4 separate regions of the Mus musculus genome follow, and regions 1, 2 and 3 are each linked to region 4. The links are chromatin contacts, called in public HiChIP or PLAC-seq and promoter capture Hi-C maps. All regions are on one chromosome and are shown on one strand. Each heading gives the region's core, a stretch centred on a gene start, on an enhancer-like site or on the middle of the called end of the contact. The rest is flanking DNA. Distances are from core to core; before and after follow the strand shown.

Evidence for each region. Promoter capture Hi-C pulls out the DNA fragments that hold promoters and counts their contacts. HiChIP or PLAC-seq counts read pairs in DNA pulled down with a chosen protein or histone mark.
Region 1: a contact with region 4 is called in an H3K27ac HiChIP or PLAC-seq map of stem cell-derived neural progenitor cells, with 5 times the contacts expected there. The contact joins the promoter of Ccdc34 here to the promoter of Ano3 in region 4. A contact is called at or near these places in 1 of 39 promoter capture datasets (hippocampal neurons) and 1 of 115 datasets of contacts at active chromatin or transcription factors (stem cell-derived neural progenitor cells).
Region 2: a contact with region 4 is called in a promoter capture Hi-C map of liver, with 3 times the contacts expected there. The contact joins the promoter of Fibin here to the promoter of Ano3 in region 4. A contact is called at or near these places in 8 of 39 promoter capture datasets (the 3T3-L1 cell line, cranial neural crest, frontonasal cranial neural crest and 5 more).
Region 3: a contact with region 4 is called in a promoter capture Hi-C map of maxillary cranial neural crest, with 5 times the contacts expected there. The contact joins the enhancer-like site here to the promoter of Ano3 in region 4. A contact is called at or near these places in 8 of 39 promoter capture datasets (the 3T3-L1 cell line, cranial neural crest, embryonic stem cells and 4 more) and 4 of 484 Hi-C or Micro-C datasets (cerebral cortex, embryonic fibroblasts and embryonic stem cells).

The regions. Positions count from the first base shown.
Region 1 is chr2:110,016,308-110,019,067 of GRCm38.p6, forward strand. It overlaps Ccdc34 (coiled-coil domain containing 34), which reads left to right and starts at 1,510. Exons shown (of 6, transcript NM_026613.4): 1 at 1,510-1,907. The coding sequence starts at 1,561.
Region 2 is chr2:110,361,712-110,364,681 of GRCm38.p6, forward strand. It overlaps Fibin (fin bud initiation factor homolog (zebrafish)), which reads right to left and starts at 1,282. Exons shown (of 1, transcript NM_026271.1): 1 at 1-1,282. The coding sequence starts at 1,084. The coding sequence ends at 431. The region is part of intron 2 of Gm30319 (a long non-coding RNA gene); the gene reads left to right.
Region 3 is chr2:110,209,581-110,212,313 of GRCm38.p6, forward strand. It overlaps the pseudogene Gm13937. Among named protein-coding and RNA genes, the nearest start is that of Gm22997, 7.1 kb to the right of the region's middle. Within about 2 kb of position 1,316, at least 68 of the 459 cell types and tissues checked have an H3K27ac peak or open chromatin away from gene starts, as enhancers often do.
Region 4 is chr2:110,948,775-110,951,662 of GRCm38.p6, forward strand. Ano3 (anoctamin 3) reads right to left here and starts at 1,470. Exons shown (of 27, transcript NM_001128103.2): 1 at 1,284-1,470. The coding sequence starts at 1,329.

The DNA.
Region 1 (2,760 bases), core at 260-2,759, 930 kb before region 4:
GATAGTGACAGAGTTCAAGATATGTCAGGTCCTGAGTGGAGCTGAGGATTAATGAATGACTATGATAGCAGGGTAGATTATTTTGGGGAGGATTAAATTAAGATCATTGCAGTTAAATAGCCTATGTAAGAATATTAAGAGGAAAACTACTGGTTCAAAGCCAGCTCCATTCCCTTCCCCAAAACCTTTAGGTTATTTTTTGGGGGAATGGAGGATCATTTTTCAAGTTCCTGTCTTTTTGAAGGTATAAGGTAGTCCAATGTCTCTGAGTTACTGACACCAAGGGTGTTTTCTGACAAAATATCTTAACCAGATATGCCAATACTGAATAACTGGAGTAAGTCACAACCATAAGCCTACTAAATCACGTTTCTTAGTTCATCGTACAGTTTTCTTCCAATGCCATTGTTTTTACTGGAAAAAAAAAAGAACAAAATAGTGCTAGCATGTCATTTATAGTCACTTTGCTTCGCTTTTGGTTGCTAGTATTTCTAACATATCTAACTGCGCTATGAAAATTCTACAGATACTCTCATTTCACTTGTGATTCTTACACTAATGTAATGTACATTAGCCAAAAGCTGCGTTTTTGTATGCAGTTTTGTGAGCATGAATAAGCAGCTCACTTTCAGTATCTGCCATCTTTTCCTTGCCGGCTTCAGTTAGATCCTCGGCCCCTAAAAGGAGAGTGCCAAGAAGTCCTAGAAAAATGCCTATTGCATCACAGTTCAAAATTTCATTTTAAAAAGAACGATGGATTTTAAGGTTGGCTCATGATTTGCTGCTCTGGTATGGACACGCTGGAGAGTGGACACAAATGCTTTGGAAGACTAGAAAGTTAACACAACCTGATAAAACCGATTGTGTTGCAGGGCAGCGGTGGCTCATGCCTTTAATCCCAGCACTTGGGAGGCAGAGGCAGGCGGATTTCTAAGTTTGAGGTAAGCCTGGTCTACATAGTGAGTTCCAGGACAGCCAGGGCTATACAGAGAAACCCTGCCTTGGCGACTGGGGGTCGGGGAACTGATTATGTTGACAGATGCTGCCCATACAGTGAGAAACTATGCCCACAGAGGATAAAGTTCTCTCCCTTAGACAAACAAAAACAAAAAAAACAACAACATAAATGAACTAAAAAATTCAATCACGAGTGCTAGATTTTTTTTTTTTTTTAGTGATCCTGAGCTTTTATGAGGAAGGGGGAATAACCATGGCTTCAGGCTTCTGCCTTTTCCTTTTAAAGGATCCGCTTTAGTGACACTGATAAGTGTCGTGCACCAAATGGCCTTCAACACCACAGCAAACACAGTACTCGGGACAGCATCAGGAATGGGCGGACGACTCGGGGAGACGCCAAGCTGAAGCTGTCAGTCAGGAACCTTCCTACCTGGACTGAGGAAGCCAAGCTCTTCCAGCCCAGACAAAGCCCCTTGCGGGCTACAAGCGTCGCTATGACAACACGGCCTAAAGCTGGCGCTGATTGGTCGGACGGCGCGCGCGGAGCCTGCTGGGAGAACGCGCCTTCGGCCTTGCTCGGGCCGTTTGAACTTGGCGGGCCTGATGCGGGCCGCTGGGCCGTGGCGGGCTGCCTCTCCGGCTCCGTGCACCCGTTACCTCGCCCGCTGCAAGCCGGGCTTCCGGCCCTCCTCGAGTTTTGTCGTCGACCTCTTAGTGGATTCCGGGGATCCAGGGCTGGAGGATGTGGCGCTGACCGAGTGCTTGTCGCCGCCGTCTCTGAGCTGCAGCAACTCCACCCTGTCCCTGTTGTCTCCCCTTGGCCACCAGAGCTTTCCGTTTGGCGCGGACGACAGTGAGGGGGAGGATGAAGAGGCCCTGGACGAAGATGCCCGTGAGTCCGAGAGCAAGGTGGAGAGCTTGGAAGGAATAGAGTTCCAGCAGCGCTCCAGGTAAACTCAAGGTTCGGCCCTCCCAGCACTTGTCAAGACTCCTTAGAGATGGCATTCAGAAGGCTTTGTTGTTACCCCGAGCCGCATAACCTCCTGTTTTCCAGCTCAAAGGCTGTGCAGCACTTGCATCCTAGGGTGCTGGGTAAATTCTTACAAATGGTCACTGATCTCCCATGATTCCTAGTTCCTTTTTCCTGAGATAGACGATTGCTGTCTCAGTTTCCATAGAAACTTACTGTACACAGTCGCAAGCACACAAAACTTGCTGCTAGGAGCCTTTAAAAGCCTCAAAAACCAGGTTGTCGACTCCAGAGCTCTTACCCATAAACTTAGCATCAAAATGTGTAGCTGGTGCTGGGTTGTAGGAAGTAGGTGCTTTAAATATAAAGAGCTGGGTACAGATGCCCAAAGGGTGCATGCATACTCTGCAGAGACAGGTTAACTGATCTGAGAGAGAACATTTAATGGAATAGTGAGTGTTCATCAAGGGGGTTAGTTAATAATGCCATCTTAATGTTTATTTACGTTGACTCATTCAGCAAACATTTACTATTTTGCCACATATTAGTGTAGGTAGAGATAAACAAGATATACAAGACTTCTATTATCAAGAAAGAAAAGCCCAAATCATTTCACAAAGAAAACTATATTAGAATACATATAGAAAGTCTACTTAGGCTAGAGAGAGCTCAGTGCTTAAGAGGGCTAACTGCTCTTGGAAAGGACCCAGGTTCGAGTCCAAGGACCTTCATCATCGGGTGGTTCACAACCACCAGTAACTCTAGTTCCAGAAAATCTGACACTGTCTCCTACTGACATCTGTATGCTTGCACTTGGTGCACATAAACTCATA
Region 2 (2,970 bases), core at 32-2,531, 590 kb before region 4:
AAAGGAGAATCAATGAACTTCCTTGTCTGGCAGGCATGCCACACACCTGGGACCTCATCTGAAAATCAGGCATCTCAGCCTTCAGAGACCAAAGAGAAGCCTGCTGATGCAAAGGAGCCACGCACCTCGTCCCCCGCCAGGATGTGGAAGTTTAATCAGTCTTTCCACACAAATGCATCCTTTAGATGGAGTCGAAAGAAGAGATTCTGTTAGAGCAATAAAACCCTTTAGGAAATAACCCAGGGGTTAGTTTAAAATTGCTTTTTTTTGCAAGTGAAAAATCCTTAATAATAACATAAATAATGCACAAAACCAAACTAAAATCAGAATAACTCAACTTATTAAAATTTTTCTTTCTTTTCGAAAGATGACTTCAGACGTGTTCTGAAAGTGCAAATTTGGATAAAATGAAGCAGTTACAATGGAAATATTAGCCTGTCTTCTGTGCCCCACCCTCCAGATAGTCGCTTTTCAGTCGACCTAAGCGGGTCCCATGGCTCCTGATGGTATGTGCCAGCAGCTCGTATTTGTCTCTGAGCCCCACAGAGATGTCCAGTGTCTCCTTCAGCAAGGACCTGGTGTGGACCAGCATCCCCAGGAAGTCCTCATTGAGTCTGCTTTCCTGCCGGCTATCCTGCTCTTGGCCCTGCTTGAACTTGCTTTCCAGCTCAGTGAGGGACTTGTCAGAGTTGGAGTAGGCATCCCCGATCTGGTGGGACTCCCGCCTCAGGTACTTGCCATAGCTCTCTTCCCCATCCAGGTCGTAGGAGATGCTCTTGCTGATGCCCTCCAGGACGCGTCCAGCATCCTCCACCTGGCGGCCCAGTACTGTGAACTCCTCTCGAAGAGTGAGGCTCAGCAAGCTACTGGCTTGGCCCCCTTCCCCCTGGGAGCAGCGCCTGCGATCACTCACCCTGAAGAGCAGCTGGCATTTCTCGGGGTCATCATTCTCCTCATAGTCTCCATCAGGCACGAAGTAATGATGCAAAGTCCCATTAGACATTTCTGGGTACAGGGGGCCATCAAAGTAGCCTCGACACAGGTGGCAAAAGAAACCCATCCAGATCAACTTCGGGAACACCATTCTGGATATTCGGGAGAAGCGTTTTAGTCCAGGAACAAGGAAAAAGGTTCCCCCGGGTGTCAGCGGCTTCGGGAGAAGGCGCCCTCCTCAGGCGCAGCTCGCTTGCCGCTCTCTGATCCTGGTTCCTCCACAGGCTTCATGTGGCTCTACGCAGCAGCGGTGTGCACCACGCTCCTCAGCGTCCCTGATCCTCTCTCTACTGAGAGGCTGGACCTTTGCTGTTTTAGCAGGATAGCCCGACCCACCGACTGGGGACCTGCTGCTCCAGGCGCTGGCTTTGCGGTCACCTTCGGAGTTCCCTCTGGCTCCAGGGAGACGGAGCTAGTAGCTAAGGGAAGCTGTTCTGACACTGTTTCAACCCCTGGACTGGGTGGGAATGCAGCGTTTTCTTTCCCCTTGGCTAAAGATATCCTGAGGATTGCAGGACTCTCAAATTACAGCTAGTTTCGTCACTTGGAAGCCAAGGAACAAATTTGGAAAGAAAGCTTTCACCAGTTCCTTTATTAAAGGTACAGGGTCTCCTTTTTTCAATCTTGAAAAAGGAGACCCTGTACAATAAGACGTATCTTGAATGGGGATAGTAGAGGATAATTATAAACATAAAATCCAGCTGCTATTAGCATATTTAGGAAAGAGGTGATTGCTTCAGAGAAATGGCATTTCAGACATTTAAATACCAGATGAGAAATGTATTTTTTTTTACTCATTTTCAAAACGTTATTTTTTAAATAAAAAATTTGAAGTATTGGAAATAGTTTTGTTTGGAAATGGTTTAAAGGTTATTAAAATCAATACTTTTGAAACAAAATGAATATAGATAACCGATTTTTTATATTCATAGTGCATAGTTACTAATAAAAATAAAAATAAAAGTTTCCAGTTTAATCAATAAGAGGACAACTGGGACCTCTGTGTAATCTATTAGATAACGTTCCAGTGAGCCTTACTGAGTCTTTTGTGTAGTATTTGACTGCTGGGGTCTCCTGTCAGTTACTTATGAGGTTGGAATATTTATCTACAGTTAGAACGTTAAGCAAATTGACACGATCTCATAGATTGTATTCAACCATTAAGGTACAAAGATTTAAATTTAAGTTAAAAAAACCGTACTGCTTTGAAAGAAAATATTTTTATTTTAATTAATTCACAAATAGTGACATTACCACAGCTGGTTTAAAAAAGCCACCCAAACACGAGTCCAGCTGCCAGTTCCATAGCCTCTCCATAAATACACATGTCCTCAGAACACCATGTTCCATAGCTATTCCAAAGCAACGAAGCTCCTGCTAGTGTTTAAGTTGTGGATTCAGGCAGTACACATTCTCTGCCAATGCTTTTCCTGTTTATATATTCATATAACTTGTCCATCCCAGCTAATTTCTTCAACTTGTACTTCTTGATTGAACTAACCCATTTCTAAGTCTATACTGTATCAGCAGCACATGGAAACCTTTATAGAGTTTATCTCCTAGATTCTGGGCATATTTCCCAAACTGTTTTGTACCTTAAGAGCAAGGGCCCCCAGATTGCTGCTGAGCTTGCCGAGTTTCTCTAGGCTTCTGGTAAGTGATGCCAAGGTTTTATAGGCTAGGAGCTACCATAGTCACTAAAGATCCAATGATGGAGTAACACAATACATGCCCCACACGGGAGCTTACAGCCACCCTGGACACAGTGGCTGCCATGTGGTCCATCAGCCCTGTTTTTGGAAACAACAGCGATGTTTCTGTTGTTCTGAATTCTAGGTAATAGAGCTGCTGTTGCCAGATGAGCGTCAGTGCTGACCTGGGTGCAGCTCTCCTCTGAAGGATCCTGATGGACGTCAAGACCCCTTAAGACTTGTGATTTCAGCTTCCATGTGGTATCCTAAGAGCCGTTCTTGTGCC
Region 3 (2,733 bases), core at 66-2,565, 740 kb before region 4:
ACTAGAGTCGCCATGTTCTCCCAGGACCCAGCCGTGACAGCTCAGCAGGTGAACCCTCAGCCTTTCTCCCATCAAGTAACAGAACCGAGCTGAATCCAGACTGCAACCACTTCCAATAAGTCAGCTTTTGGGAAAGCCACCGATTTTCCGAGCCACAAAGGTCAAGATATCCACTGGATTTGAGACAACCAGTAGCTTGCAGTGTGGACTGTACTTCACATTGTTCGGAATGATGAACTTGAAGATGTTCACGTTTCTCTGTACCAGATTAAGTCAGCTCTCTCCCTCTTGCTGATGGCCCCCGCTGTGATGACCAGCTTGGAGTTTTCAACTACACAATAGTCTTTGCTGGAGATAATTTTTGGTATTTTAAGGAAGAGGCTGCCATGCTGGAGATCCATCATCTCTCCCTTTGGTTTCCATGACGTCAACAAGGGCAAGCTCATCTGCCAAGTCCTTCGTTAAGATACTGATGGCACAAGCCATGCCAACAGTACCAACCCTCAACAACTGTAATCTTGTTCTGGAGGACCTGTTCTTCCTTAAGAAGATTCACAATCAGCTGGTCCTTGAGGGTTGCCACCATCTTGGACTTTGAATCTTTTGAGACCGCTAGTGCACGATGGGGGGGGGGGGGGGTGACGGGCGAGCAGAAGCAGCGTGGCTCAGCGACAGTGGCTCCAGCACCTTTCCCCAGTTATTATTTGATAGGATTTATCATCCAAACTGGGCCGTGCCACTCTTATTCCTGGTACAGAGTCAGTAGAAAAACTACTTCAGTACATGACCCAGCACATTGCTTGCTTTATATCCAGAGTCTACAAAAACCACTCCCGTCTATCCTTTAACCAAGGGCTTACTTGTCGTATTTCACAGATAAAGAAACTGAGTTATAAAAAGCAGGTGGCAGGGTCAAAGCTTGAGTGCAGTCTTCAGTCTCTATCCAGCTTTTTCCTCTCAACCCAGCCCAGGCCATCTGGGAGAGGCAGGAACTCTAATGAAATCTGACTGCTGGCCTTGGGTGTTGGACTCCTTCAGTATGTCTGGAAACAAGGAGGAAACTTACTGACTGGAGCTTCCTACATCAATACTGAATTGACACAGAGAGCTAACTGATAGTGTGTTCCAGTAGCAGAAAGAGGAAATGCATGAGGCAGCTCGATTGTAATTAAGAATGAGTGGAAAACAGGAAAACAAATGGTCTCACAGGCAGGCCAAATATGGTGTTGCTTGGATGAGTTCCTTCCTGCTCTTGGCAAAGTAGTTACCATTCATGCCTCAGAAGGCGCTCAAGATGTCCAGCGCTCCTGGAGGCTCTAACAGTGGGTTCATTGAACAGTTCAACAGTCTGTGGACTGTAGTACGCAAAGCACTGGATAGAGGGGGGCTAGGAGGAGCAGAAGCAGAAATGAATGTAGTAGGCTCCCTGCTTTTGATTTGCTTCTGGCCTCATGGGAAAGACTGTTCTGGTAAACAACTTCTTGGAACATGAGGCAGAATGAAGTAAGCGCCATAACTGAGGGAAAAAGTAAGATCCCCGAGAGCCAGCGGCCAGAGAATGCTTTCCAACAGGGATAATGGAAGCTTCAGGTGGGGAAGAGATTTATTGCAGGCCTCGAAGGACAGTGGAATTTATCTGGAAGAGAACAGGGGGAAAATTCTGGGCTCAAGGCCTAGAGATCACAGGCTTATTTCATATGTTCTAGTTTATTAGGGGACCATGGTAGGGTGAGCAAGCTGTGATCAGCTGGAGCCAAGAGAGGGCCAGGCACAAAGAAGAACAATGGAGAGGTGGCTTTCATGGGCTTATGTTCAGGAACTAGGGAGGAGTTGGCTCTATTCTACTACTCAATTCTCCTTACTGAATCCTTAATGGGAATAGAATTGAATAGAAGCAAATTGGGAAATTAATTAGATCTCTGAGTACCTAGTAAACCTCAGCAGAGGTCTAGGATGAATGCTGACAAGATCAAAGACTAACTTGATTTTAAAATTATACAACAGTGCTCGACTCTTAATCTCTCTGACAAGCTCAGTTCTGTACATAGGCAAAGAATAGCTTGCTCAGGCATGCATATGGAAATATGATATGGATATTCCTCCTGGATTACATTCCTAGCTGTGTGGAGACGTTAAAGGTACAGAAACACAGGTACCTTTAACGAAGTGATCTGATACCAAAGAAAATGTGACATGAACAGTGGTCCAGAAATTTGAGTAATCACAAAGGGTGTTGTGGAAGGGATGGTAGAGGTTTTCATAGCATCAAGAGGGGTTGGAAGCTTCCTGCCTCTATAGACAACAGCGCACAGGAATCCAGAAGCAGATCCAAGAGACACAGCTTATAACAAAGTCTGTAGCTAATAAGGTTAGCAGGGTATATGAGGCAGAAAATGGTAACTGGTAACAGGGCCAAAAAGTTAGTGGGAAATAAAGATCAGGAAAGATGGGAGAAGGAACTCCAGTTCCAGAGGATTCAACTCCCCCTTCTGCTTTCTTAGTGCTCTCTTGAGATCTCATCCTTGGTAAATCTCAGACAATGGCACTTGTATGCAGCAGATCTGGTAGTAACCGGTGTGGGAGTTTGGGAGGAGATGTATCTGCAGCTGTTGGAAGTAGAGTGGGAAGAGGATCTTCAGGTTTTCCTGCTCCCAACTCTTATTAGTAGCAAGAGTGCTTTGCCATTTTATGTGCTATTGTTTATTTGACAGGCATGGTAGCACATGATTGTAA
Region 4 (2,888 bases), core at 220-2,719:
GGGGACATTTCAAGTTTCAGGGTCCCCCGAAGCATTAAAAAGTAACAGTATGAGACAGTTTCAAGTTTTCCATATCTTTCTTTTTCCCCCATAATGTTTATACATGTTTAATGAGGCAAGGAAATAAAACTTCTTGAAGTATTTTATTTTTCCTTAGAACACTTTGAGCTTAAATAGAACTTCACAGGAGCCCAAATTCACCTACTCCCACCGTCTCTCACTTTGTACCTAATTCCAACATACATTCAAAAGAGGATTCATGCAGATTACAGTTCCTGATGGGAAGTTCTTTCAGCACAATATGCTGCCTGAAGAATAAATCCCGACTAGGTTATTCTGGGGATATCCAAAGTTTTTGTTTGTTTGTTTGTTTGTTTGTTTAGAAACAAAGCCAAAGAGATACCATAAAGCAGTCATTTGGAGAAAGAATTTTAGAAGTAAGATTTCAATAAATTTTTATTTCAGTGAAAATGGAATGAATACTTGAAAATTACATATTTTAATGATTATATTAACAAATGCATCATAATTACCATTATTCATTCAGTAAATGGCATTAATGTTGAATAACTGCATAAGAGAATACCATTTCCAGAATCTATGTTAAAGAAATATGTGCTTTATGAGAAGCCATTTAAATAACAAAGCAGAACAAAGAGTGATTAAAAAAAAACATTCTTGATCTGACCATGCCCACGCAACTAGTGAAAATTTTGTGAAAGCTAAACGGTGGTCTGGGAAGTTCCAGGAAGACCCAAATACACATAAAAGTCGGAAACCCGTAATAAAAGTGGGGTCAGAAGAGAAAGTTTTCCAAGGAAATTATATCTGGGACCAGTCAACCGCTGGGATTTTTCCACGAATGCATTTATTATACAATTTTTCAAGCTCAGCACAAGTAATAAATTCTGCTCTTGTGAATCTTACAGGGTACTAGAAGCGCATACTGAGGCAAATATAACCCAAAATTTCACTCTTCAAACCCAGGGGTACTGCAGGAACCTTATCTGTTTAAACAGTTCACTGCAATGCACTGAAGGAGACTTAAGCGATATGAACAAACAAGTCCTGACATGACAGATTCTGTTCCCTCCCGGGCGCTGTGCGGCTCCGGATATCAGACTTATCTCCGTTGCAGGATAAAACATTAATAAAATGGGGTCCTAACTTTACAGAGTTCCACAGCTCTTCAACACAATACACGAGTGAAAAGGATGCTTTTGCAAGGAGATGCAGAGCGGGATGTGGTGCCCCCAGGGAAGAGAGAGAGAATTCTCACTGACCTTTTTGCTGTTTAAAGGACTGAATGGAGCCTGAGTGGTGGACCATTTTCACTCTGCGCGATCCAAAGGAGTTGAGGAGCTGTCGGAGAGGGATGCAGAGGAATTGCAGCCAGACTTTCCAGAGACACTCCTGGGGCTCTGAGTAATCCCAGAGCCACCAAGCTCATCGCAATCTGACACCTGCTTTAGCCAGCACTTAGCTCTGAAGGCTGTGTGCCCGCCAGTCTCATCGTCATAGCAACGTGGGAGGGCAGTCCGTGGCCGGCTCCCCTCAGTGGCTACTTCTGAAATAACCCCACATCCCGGCTGTTTCTCAGTGCTGCAGTGAGGGTGGGTGTTGTAAGGGGTTTGGTGCACGTGGGAGAGGAAGAAATTTCTTAAGGACAAGGCATAAATCCAAGCATTCCTTTAGAGCTATCACTAATGCACTCATTTTCAAGCTCTAAACCTCCTTATCAAACCCAGGCACCAGTATTAATTTCCTCGAAGTTGGTCTGTAAATAAAGAAGGGTGAAGCTGGCATCTGTCCTGACAAGAGGATACTAACAGATGTAGTTCTGTTTCCATCCTTCCTTCTTAAATATTCATGTGGGAGAGACCACAACATCCATGATCTGCCTTAGATAAGCACTAAGTTCTAGCATGCAACATTTAAGTTTTTTTTCTGCTTCAGCTACTTCGATTTTAATTTTTTGTGCGATACTGAAAGGTTTAATTCTTTCTAACAGATGCTGAAGAAATATCAACAATGGTACTCAATATAATCATAATTAAAAAGCCATAAAAATAATCTTATATTATAAAAAGAACCTGAAGCTCACAGCAACACACAAGTTCCATTATCACACAAATGGAAACAGTGTTTGGGAACACAAATTGGGAAATGAAGATACCTAACAGTCAAAGAGAGGAAGCAATCATGGCAGAAACACATGCAGTGGTTAAATGAGGGTAAGAACCAGCTCAAAATGGTTTCCAGTGTTCTCTCTCTCTCTCTCTCTCTCTCTCTCTCTCTCTCTCTCTCTCTCTCTCTCTCCCTCCCTCCCTCCCTCCCTCCCTCCCTCCCTCCCTCCCTCTCTCTCTCTCTCTCTCTCTCTCTCTCTCTCTCTCTCTCTCTCTCTCTCTCTCTTTTCATATAATCATGATTTCCTGATCCCAAATTCCTCCCAGAACAAGTTACATAAGGTATTATTGAACAGACATGCAACAATAGGGTCTGTTGGTTCCTAAGTTTGAAATTGTGTGAGACCAATTAATTTAGAATAAACTGAAGGTCCAAATAAAAGTAGATTTTAAAATGATAATGAAATTTCACAATTTTTAAAATCTCAAATAATTTGAATTATTGTTAATTTTTCTCTGTCTTCATACTTGTTGAATGATTCAAAGATGATAAATGTAGTAATATCAGCTTCAAGGAAAAAGGCATTCCCGTTATTCAGAGACATATAGACCCCAGAAACTTTAAATTGTGATTAATTATTATTTGTTATGGTTACTTATAAAGTAGATAGATTCAATAAGGCAGTTCTCTGGGTACTTTTTATTTCATTAGTAACAGGTTGTGAGATCATCTGAAACAAGAAATGGAACAGGAAGGAGGAA